Linked DNA regions of Mus musculus: region 2 is linked to region 1. Evidence: chromatin contacts called from public HiChIP or PLAC-seq data. All regions are on one chromosome and are shown on one strand. Each heading gives the region's core, a stretch centred on a gene start, on an enhancer-like site or on the middle of the called end of the contact. The rest is flanking DNA. Distances are from core to core; before and after follow the strand shown. Region 1 holds the start of Map4k3 (mitogen-activated protein kinase kinase kinase kinase 3). Region 2 overlaps Thumpd2 (THUMP domain containing 2).

Evidence for each region. HiChIP or PLAC-seq counts read pairs in DNA pulled down with a chosen protein or histone mark.
Region 2: a contact with region 1 is called in an H3K4me3 HiChIP or PLAC-seq map of bone marrow-derived macrophages, with 3 times the contacts expected there. The contact joins the enhancer-like site here to the promoter of Map4k3 in region 1. A contact is called at or near these places in 2 of 39 promoter capture datasets (cranial neural crest and second pharyngeal arch cranial neural crest), 3 of 484 Hi-C or Micro-C datasets (CD4 T cells, nephron progenitors and regulatory T cells) and 10 of 115 datasets of contacts at active chromatin or transcription factors (bone marrow-derived macrophages, craniofacial prominence, embryonic basal ganglia and 5 more).

The regions. Positions count from the first base shown.
Region 1 is chr17:80,726,166-80,729,633 of GRCm38.p6, reverse strand. Map4k3 (mitogen-activated protein kinase kinase kinase kinase 3) reads left to right here and starts at 1,609. Exons shown (of 34, transcript NM_001290345.1): 1 at 1,609-1,840. The coding sequence starts at 1,745. It also overlaps the pseudogene Gm9959.
Region 2 is chr17:81,041,349-81,044,816 of GRCm38.p6, reverse strand. It overlaps Thumpd2 (THUMP domain containing 2), which reads left to right. Exons shown (of 10, transcript NM_028138.1): 6 at 630-717. Among named protein-coding and RNA genes, the nearest start is that of Thumpd2, 22 kb to the left of the region's middle. Within about 2 kb of position 1,521, at least 23 of the 459 cell types and tissues checked have an H3K27ac peak or open chromatin away from gene starts, as enhancers often do. A contact at or near this core is called in regulatory T cells, where this site is marked.

The DNA of each region.
Region 1 (3,468 bases), core at 360-2,859:
GTCTTTTCCCTTTGAAAGAAGCCTATTAGTGATGCAAACACTCGGTTATCTGCAGAGATGATAATCCCAGCAAACAAAACAGTGAAACCATTAGAACTTTCTGGTGCAAGCCGAATGGCTTTCAGTCCTGGAAACTTGGCTTTTTTTTTTTTTTTTTTTTTTTAAAGCACAAAAGGGCAGAGAAAGCAAGCAGAGCAGGTCCTGCTTTGAGAGACTTCCATTTCCTTATCTGAATCCAGAATTATCTGCCTGTTTAGCCTAAAGAAGACAAACAGTTCTCCGCCCACAGCACAGGCAGAAGGCAGGCCTGCTCCTCAGCCCCTGCAAGTGCCTTCCACCGGGAGGAAGCGGGGAAAACCATGCCTCGTCCCGAGGAGCTCAGGATAGCACAGCCTTAAGGTTTATCCTCAATTAATCCTGTGACGTGCACTCCTGGGGCAGAATTGCAACCCTGTCACAATCTGATGCTTTGGGATAACTAAAGTGCTTGGATGACTCCACGTATGGTTTGGAGCACACAATTTGGGAATTTAGTCAATAGGTAAGTTTACTGTAAGTAACATGATAGAAAGGTTTTAAGGTTTGATGAGACCAAGTTTCTGAGAAGGAATTGGACATTAAGGCACATTAGTCTTTAGGTCCCTAAAGAGATTAGAAAAGCATTTTTAAAGCAAAATATCCAACAGAGCGCCAGAGTGGACCTCGCTACAGCTTTTGGAAATGGGTAGTAGTTAAGTTTACTAAGAACTCAACATTGACCCTTCCACTGCCTAAGTCCTTTCTTAGCTAACTTTTAGCAGTCTGGACGTAATGCTGGTTATCTGGATCTTATGCTGGGTGGAGCTCTGGGCAGGTAATGTCGCGGCTACGTAGCTTCCGGATGGTCACGTGTTTACATTTCAGGTGTGGGAATAGATCCCTGTCCAGGCCACACCCTCTGCAACCACCCTCGTCTCAGGGTTGTCAGACAGCTTGCGTAGTCCCCGCCCCGGGCTTTGAAAAATCCAGCCTTCTCCCTGGACAGAGGTCAATCACGGCTTTGGTTCTGCACTGCTTCCCGCCCACTCCCTCCACGGATTTCTCCCCGCCCCTTGTTCTCTCTGCACCCCTGTCAAGCCAACCCCAAGAGCCCAAGTGTCACTGTCCCCCGAGGGTCTTTCTCACCTTTCTGATGGGGACCTCCTCCCCTAAACCTAGAAGAAAGGGTCGGGGCTCTCGGATGTACTTGCTCTTAGAAAGTTGGGGAATACCGTCTTGTGCGTGGCAACTACTACCTGCTGGGGCTGGGGCTGGGACCACAAGCAGCGAGTCCAACTTTGTTACCCGGAGTCTGGCGCGTCCGGCGTGTCCCGACCGGGCGCGCGAGCCGGGGGCGCGCAGGGCCCGCCGGGAGCGCGCGGCCTCCGGGATGGCGGCTGCGCAGTGGCGAGCGGGGCCGGGAACCGGAGGGAGGGCGTGCGGGCGGGCGGAGCGGAGCGGCGGGCGGAAGCCATGTTGGAACTGCACCCCGAGCGAGGGGCTGCGGGCGCGCTCCTCTCCTGGTGGGTGTGACCCGGCTCGGCGCGGCGGCGGGGGGCGGGGACGCCGGGCGGCTCGTCGTGGTCGGCGGCGGCCGCGGCGTGCAGCCGGGCGATTGTGACCGGCGGCGGAGCCGGGCCGGCCGCGGGCGCTCCCTCCGTGCGGCCCCCGTGAGCGCCCCCCCTCCCCGGGCCGGGAGGGAGGTGGGGGGCACCCGGGGCCCGCCATGAACCCGGGCTTCGATCTGTCCCGCCGGAACCCGCAGGAGGACTTCGAGCTGATCCAGCGCATCGGCAGCGGCACCTACGGCGACGTCTACAAGGTGAGGGCAGGGGCGGCCGAGCCGGGGCCTGCGCCGCGGGGGACGGAACAAAGAGGCAGGCGTGGGGACCTCAGCCCTCGGCGTCCTCGCCGGAGCTGTGCCCGGGACGCGCGGGTCTCTGACCCTCCCAGGCTCTCCTGCGTGCAGTCCCGGGAAGGGCTGCGGCCGGAGCCGCTGCGTTCCTGGGAGGGCGGAGCGGGGCTGGGCGCTTGTTGCCTGGGCAGGGTCTGTGTGACGAACCCCGGTGCTGGGGCTTGGCGCTTGACAAACCTACGTGCCTCTCCGGGACCTGGGATCATAGGCCCCGGTGGCTGGGAGCTACTGTCCGCCCGGGCCTGCTGGATCTGTCCTAACGCTGGGCAGCCTCCATCGACAGCTTAGCCTTTAGCCTCTTAACATCTGCCCGTGCTTTAGCCTTTAGCCTCTTAACATCTGCTTGTCAGTTCCTTGTAATTTTCCAAGTAGTCATGTTTTGTAAAAAGAGATGGGTTTTTGGAGGCAAGACAGCAACTTCGAGGTTTTTTTTTTTTCCTCCAAAAAGAATTGGATAATGGGGTTTGTTTTTGTCAGTGACACATAGGAATCAGATATTTTTCCTTTTCTTTTTCTTTCTTGTGTGTGTGTGAGAGTCGAGTATCTAGGAAGAGTATTGGTTTGACAAGGTTAGAATTCAGAGCTCCTTAGCAGGACAGCGTTTCTGTTGCAGAGGGATCGCTTCTAAATGTGGGAGGATAAATCGTTCTTCCCTGGCCAGTAAAACTCTTGGCCTCGCGGAGTCTGCCAAGAAGGGAGGCGGATAGTGCCAAAGGTGGCAGCAGTCTTGATTTAGTTGCCTATCTACTTACATGGTAACTGAAGTTGGGCTCCTGTTTTCCAGAACACCTGAGGATGCCCAGAGTATGACTTGGAAAGTTTAGTTTTCACTTTATTTTTGCCCACGCTAAAGCAATGGGCTTTTTATTCTTGCCTCAATGGAACGCATAAGGTAAGTTAGCCAATACCTCAGGTCTTTTGTGAGTGATCTGCTTGGCTTTTGTGAATGATCACATAGCACCACACTTTCCTCTGTTGACAAAGGTGTGTGGAGCATAACTCCAGTGTATAACTTAGCAGCCACGTGTTGATGAACTAAAGACAGGAATGGACCCAGATTTATTTGAAGTCTTTTTTTTTTTTTTTCCTGGACAAGAACAGCATTAAACAGCAGAGTTTCACTTCATTCCAGTCGTATTCTGTGTAGAGAGGACGTCAAGGGTCTGGCAAAGGTTGCTAGCACAGAACAAGAGGGCTGGGTTTGTCCCCCCTCCAGTCTGGCAGCTTCTAGCCAAGATCTGGAAGATGATAAGGCCTTGCTCAGGGCAATGGTGAGAGGGGACGAAGCCACGTAGAGGGGTCATGATCCGAAGGCCACAGACACCAGTGTGAAGCTGAGAAAGACGGAACCTGAGCAGCCACAGGGATCCTGGATGTGGACCCTGGTTCCTATAGACCTTCTAGCTGTGGGACTTAGGGGAGTCCTGCCAGGGAGGTGAAATTAGATAAGGATTTTCCCTTTCGTTTTTAAAAGTGTGTGTGTGTGTGTGTGTGTGTGTGTGTGTGTGTGTGTGTTCACACAGAGATGTCCCTGG
Region 2 (3,468 bases), core at 272-2,771, 320 kb before region 1:
CCAGTGTCAGCAAGCGTCTGGTCCCAGAGAACCAACCAACCGGTCTTGAGAAATAAGACACCCTCTGAGGAGCATCTCTCAAGGCTGACCTATAGCCACACAAATGTCTGTCAGATGTAGAAGCATGGTAGCTAGGAAGGGGGTGGGTGTAGGGTGGGCCTGTGCTGCAATTAAGAATGAGAGCAGAGACTCATTTGTATGCTTCGGCCTCTTCCTGTCCTCTGAGAAAGATGCAAATCAGCAGAAACCAAGCTTCCAGAAGCCACTATAAATTCCCCATCCTGCATCCCGATCACAAAGCCCTGCTCCTCTTGATGATGCCAGCTGTTCTGGGTAGAAGGACGGGAAGTGCTAAGTAAGAGGTTTCCTTCATGTGTGATTTTTTGGTTTTGTGACTTAAATTTCAGTTGTCTAAGATAATTGTTATTCTAAATGCCACACTAGTTGATTAAATAAACAGCCCAATGTAGAAGGTATTTAATAATGGGATGAAAATATCCTTTAGTTCAGAGAACATATCAGGTTGATATGTTAAAGTGCTTCTCAGAGACAAAATAATCTTTTTTTTTTTGCATCCTGTGCTTTAGCATATGATAATATTTGATACCTACCTTGCCTCTTTCTTGCAGAATGCCCTTGGCCAGCAGAACTTACATCCAGACAGCTGGGCTGCGGTCAACCATAGCGTGGGCCATGGCGTCCATTGCAGAAATTAAGGTTAGTAAGATACCTGTTTCCCTCTCGAGGCAAGCGAGGCCCTTCCTGTGTTAACTACACAGTCTGGTGGTTTCTGTTTTCCCCTCTCTCGCCTCTTTATTTTTTATTTTTTGCAGCTGCCAATGGACTTAATAGCCTTTGTTTTATTTCTCGCTTTTTGTTTTTCTGCATTGAACTTCTCTGTAAGCATTTTGACTAAAAAAATGAATTGTGTTTTATTATTTCTGATCTTATGAGTCATAGTCCAAAATGTGACCCATAGAACCTTCATCTTTAAAAATGTTAGCTTTCTCTCTGTCCAGCGTCTTCATCAGTCTGTGAAAGTTACGCCGACAATAGGAAGTAGTGTTTTCTTATTGAGGAGTGTTCTATATGATCTCTGCAACCTGCGTGACTGTCTAGAAGCTATCCTGAAACTTCCTGCATTGCTGTATGTGCACTAAGTTGCATTTCTCCTTCAGCGAGATCTCACTTCATGCAAATGTTCTCTATTTGCTGTGAAACTCCTCTCTGTCTGGGTTTGCCAGCTCAGCTCAGACTTCACCATGTCTTGTGTCTTAATGATCATTTCACACTGTGCTTTCCAATTTCAAGTTCAAGGATGTTGTTGTTGTTGTTGCTATTTTGCCTTTTGTCTCTCCTAGGAAGTCCTGAGCAGCCTTTGGAGCCAAGGCTGGTCTTGAACTTGTGACTGTGTGTCAGCCTCCCTGTTTTCTGTTTATTGACACCACACCCAGCTTCACACCTGGTGTTGATCTTTTCTGTCCCTGTCTCTTTCATTGAAAACAACCAGAAAGAAGCCTGGCAGATTCACTTCCTGTCTTCCTCCTCCACTTCCTGTCTGCTGTCTGTCTATAGTGTTTCTTACTGTTGACCTGTGAACTGCCCCTGCTGTGACCAGTGGACCTGCCAATCCCTTGATATCCTCCTCCCTTGGGGCCATTCCTGTAGGTTGCTGAACCCACTCCTAGCTAATCCATTCCCACGGTTATCTTCCCAGCTGCCCCTCTGGGTCATGAGGAGTCCTTCCACTTCCCTTCCCAGCAGCCATGCTTTTGCAAAAGTCCTGGCTTCCCCTCCCAGCCCACAGCTGCTAAACTGAACTAAAATACTGTGTATCACAGATTCCCTCAAAGTTGCCCCCTGCTGTTTTTGAATCTCAGTTAGCTCTTTCATGGCTCTCTGGTAGAGCATACTTTCATAGCACATTTGGGTACAGTCGCAAAGATTCCTCTAACCTGTGTTGTTCCTCACCTTGTTCTCTTTCCCTTCCCTATCCGGGGCGCCGACATTGACTTAGTTCAAGTCAGTTTATAGCCATGTCCTCTCCTGTCGTATTTGACTGGAACACTGTCTGTATCCATCCCATCCTCAGATCCTCCTTTCTTCCTTTCTTCATCATGGCGACAGAGGGTCTTGATTTGGAGTTCTACCCTTTCAGGCATGGAGTGCTCTCCCTCCTTTATCTTCGGGTGCCACCAATGAATCTGCCACACACCGTGGGTCTCTTGGTTCTTTCTAAAGGCTGGCTCCTAAGAGTTTTGTCTTCAGTCTAAAGCTCGGGAGTGCTGCAAGAATCTCTGTAGACGGGGTGTTTTGTTGTGCACGCACGAGTATGTTTCTATGCAGGCCCAGAGGTTCCTGCGTCTGCCTTCCTGGTGAGTTTTGTCTCCAGCACTTACTGGCCAAGGACTTTTAGGAAAGATATGTAACGACACTGCCTCTCTTTCTTGTTTGCAAGATAAAAATAGTATGCCATACTGTTAGAGTAGCCGTTGGGGTCACAACATCTCTGATGGGCCAGGCTCAGCCACTTGTTCTCGGGAGGGCAGTGACAAACAGGGCTGACAACATGGCTCAGTGGCTAAACTCAATAGCTGTTCTTCAAGAGGACCAGGGTTCAGTTGATACCCAGCACCCACATGATGGAGTGCAGCCACCTGTCACTCCAGTTCTAGGCAGGCACCTCTTTTCTGGCATCAGGCACTCACATAGTGCACAGGCACACATGCAGGCAGGCAAGACACTCATACACAGGAATAAAATAATTTTTAAATTAAAAACAAAATCATGAATAGAAAAAAGGAAAAGAAAGAAGATTTAATCAGTGGCACAGCATTGGAAAGCAAACTAACAAAAAATGTCCAGTGAGCTACCTATCTCCAGTCTATCTCGGCAGTCCTGGCAAGATGTTTAGGTTAAATAAAGGGCAGTGTAGATAACCAAGCAGACACAGTGTTATCCTGCCCACCACTGTCATCCCAGCCCTAGTCTCTGTTGCTCAGTCTAGCAGTTGTCTGGCAGTTGTCTGGCAGACTGTGAAATCCTTCCGAGACAAATTCCTCCTCTGGCTTTGCTTTCTCTCAGCAGAAGATCCAAAGAAAAGTTTCTTGGGTCCATCTTCTCTATGATGAGAGGAGAGACAGACCCTCCTTAGAATATCTTCCTTCCTTCTCTGATGGCTACAGTAGGTTCAGGTCAAGACTAGATGAGTCAGCATTAATAAAGCAATTAAACTAGTAGTTGTCGTAGGAAATGCACACGTGTGAGTTGTTATGGCAGTAGTATTTAAAGTTGTTATGGTGTGAAATTGAAATTTATGGAATTGTTGCTATTTAATAGTAAGTACTGTCTATTGTTCCTCTTAGCTAAGCACTCTTCCATTATTTAATATCATTGCCTCAGCTGTCTCGTGAGTGTGACTTCAGTCTCTTTGGTTTCGACCTCTGAAATTCCCAGTAGAGCGTGTTG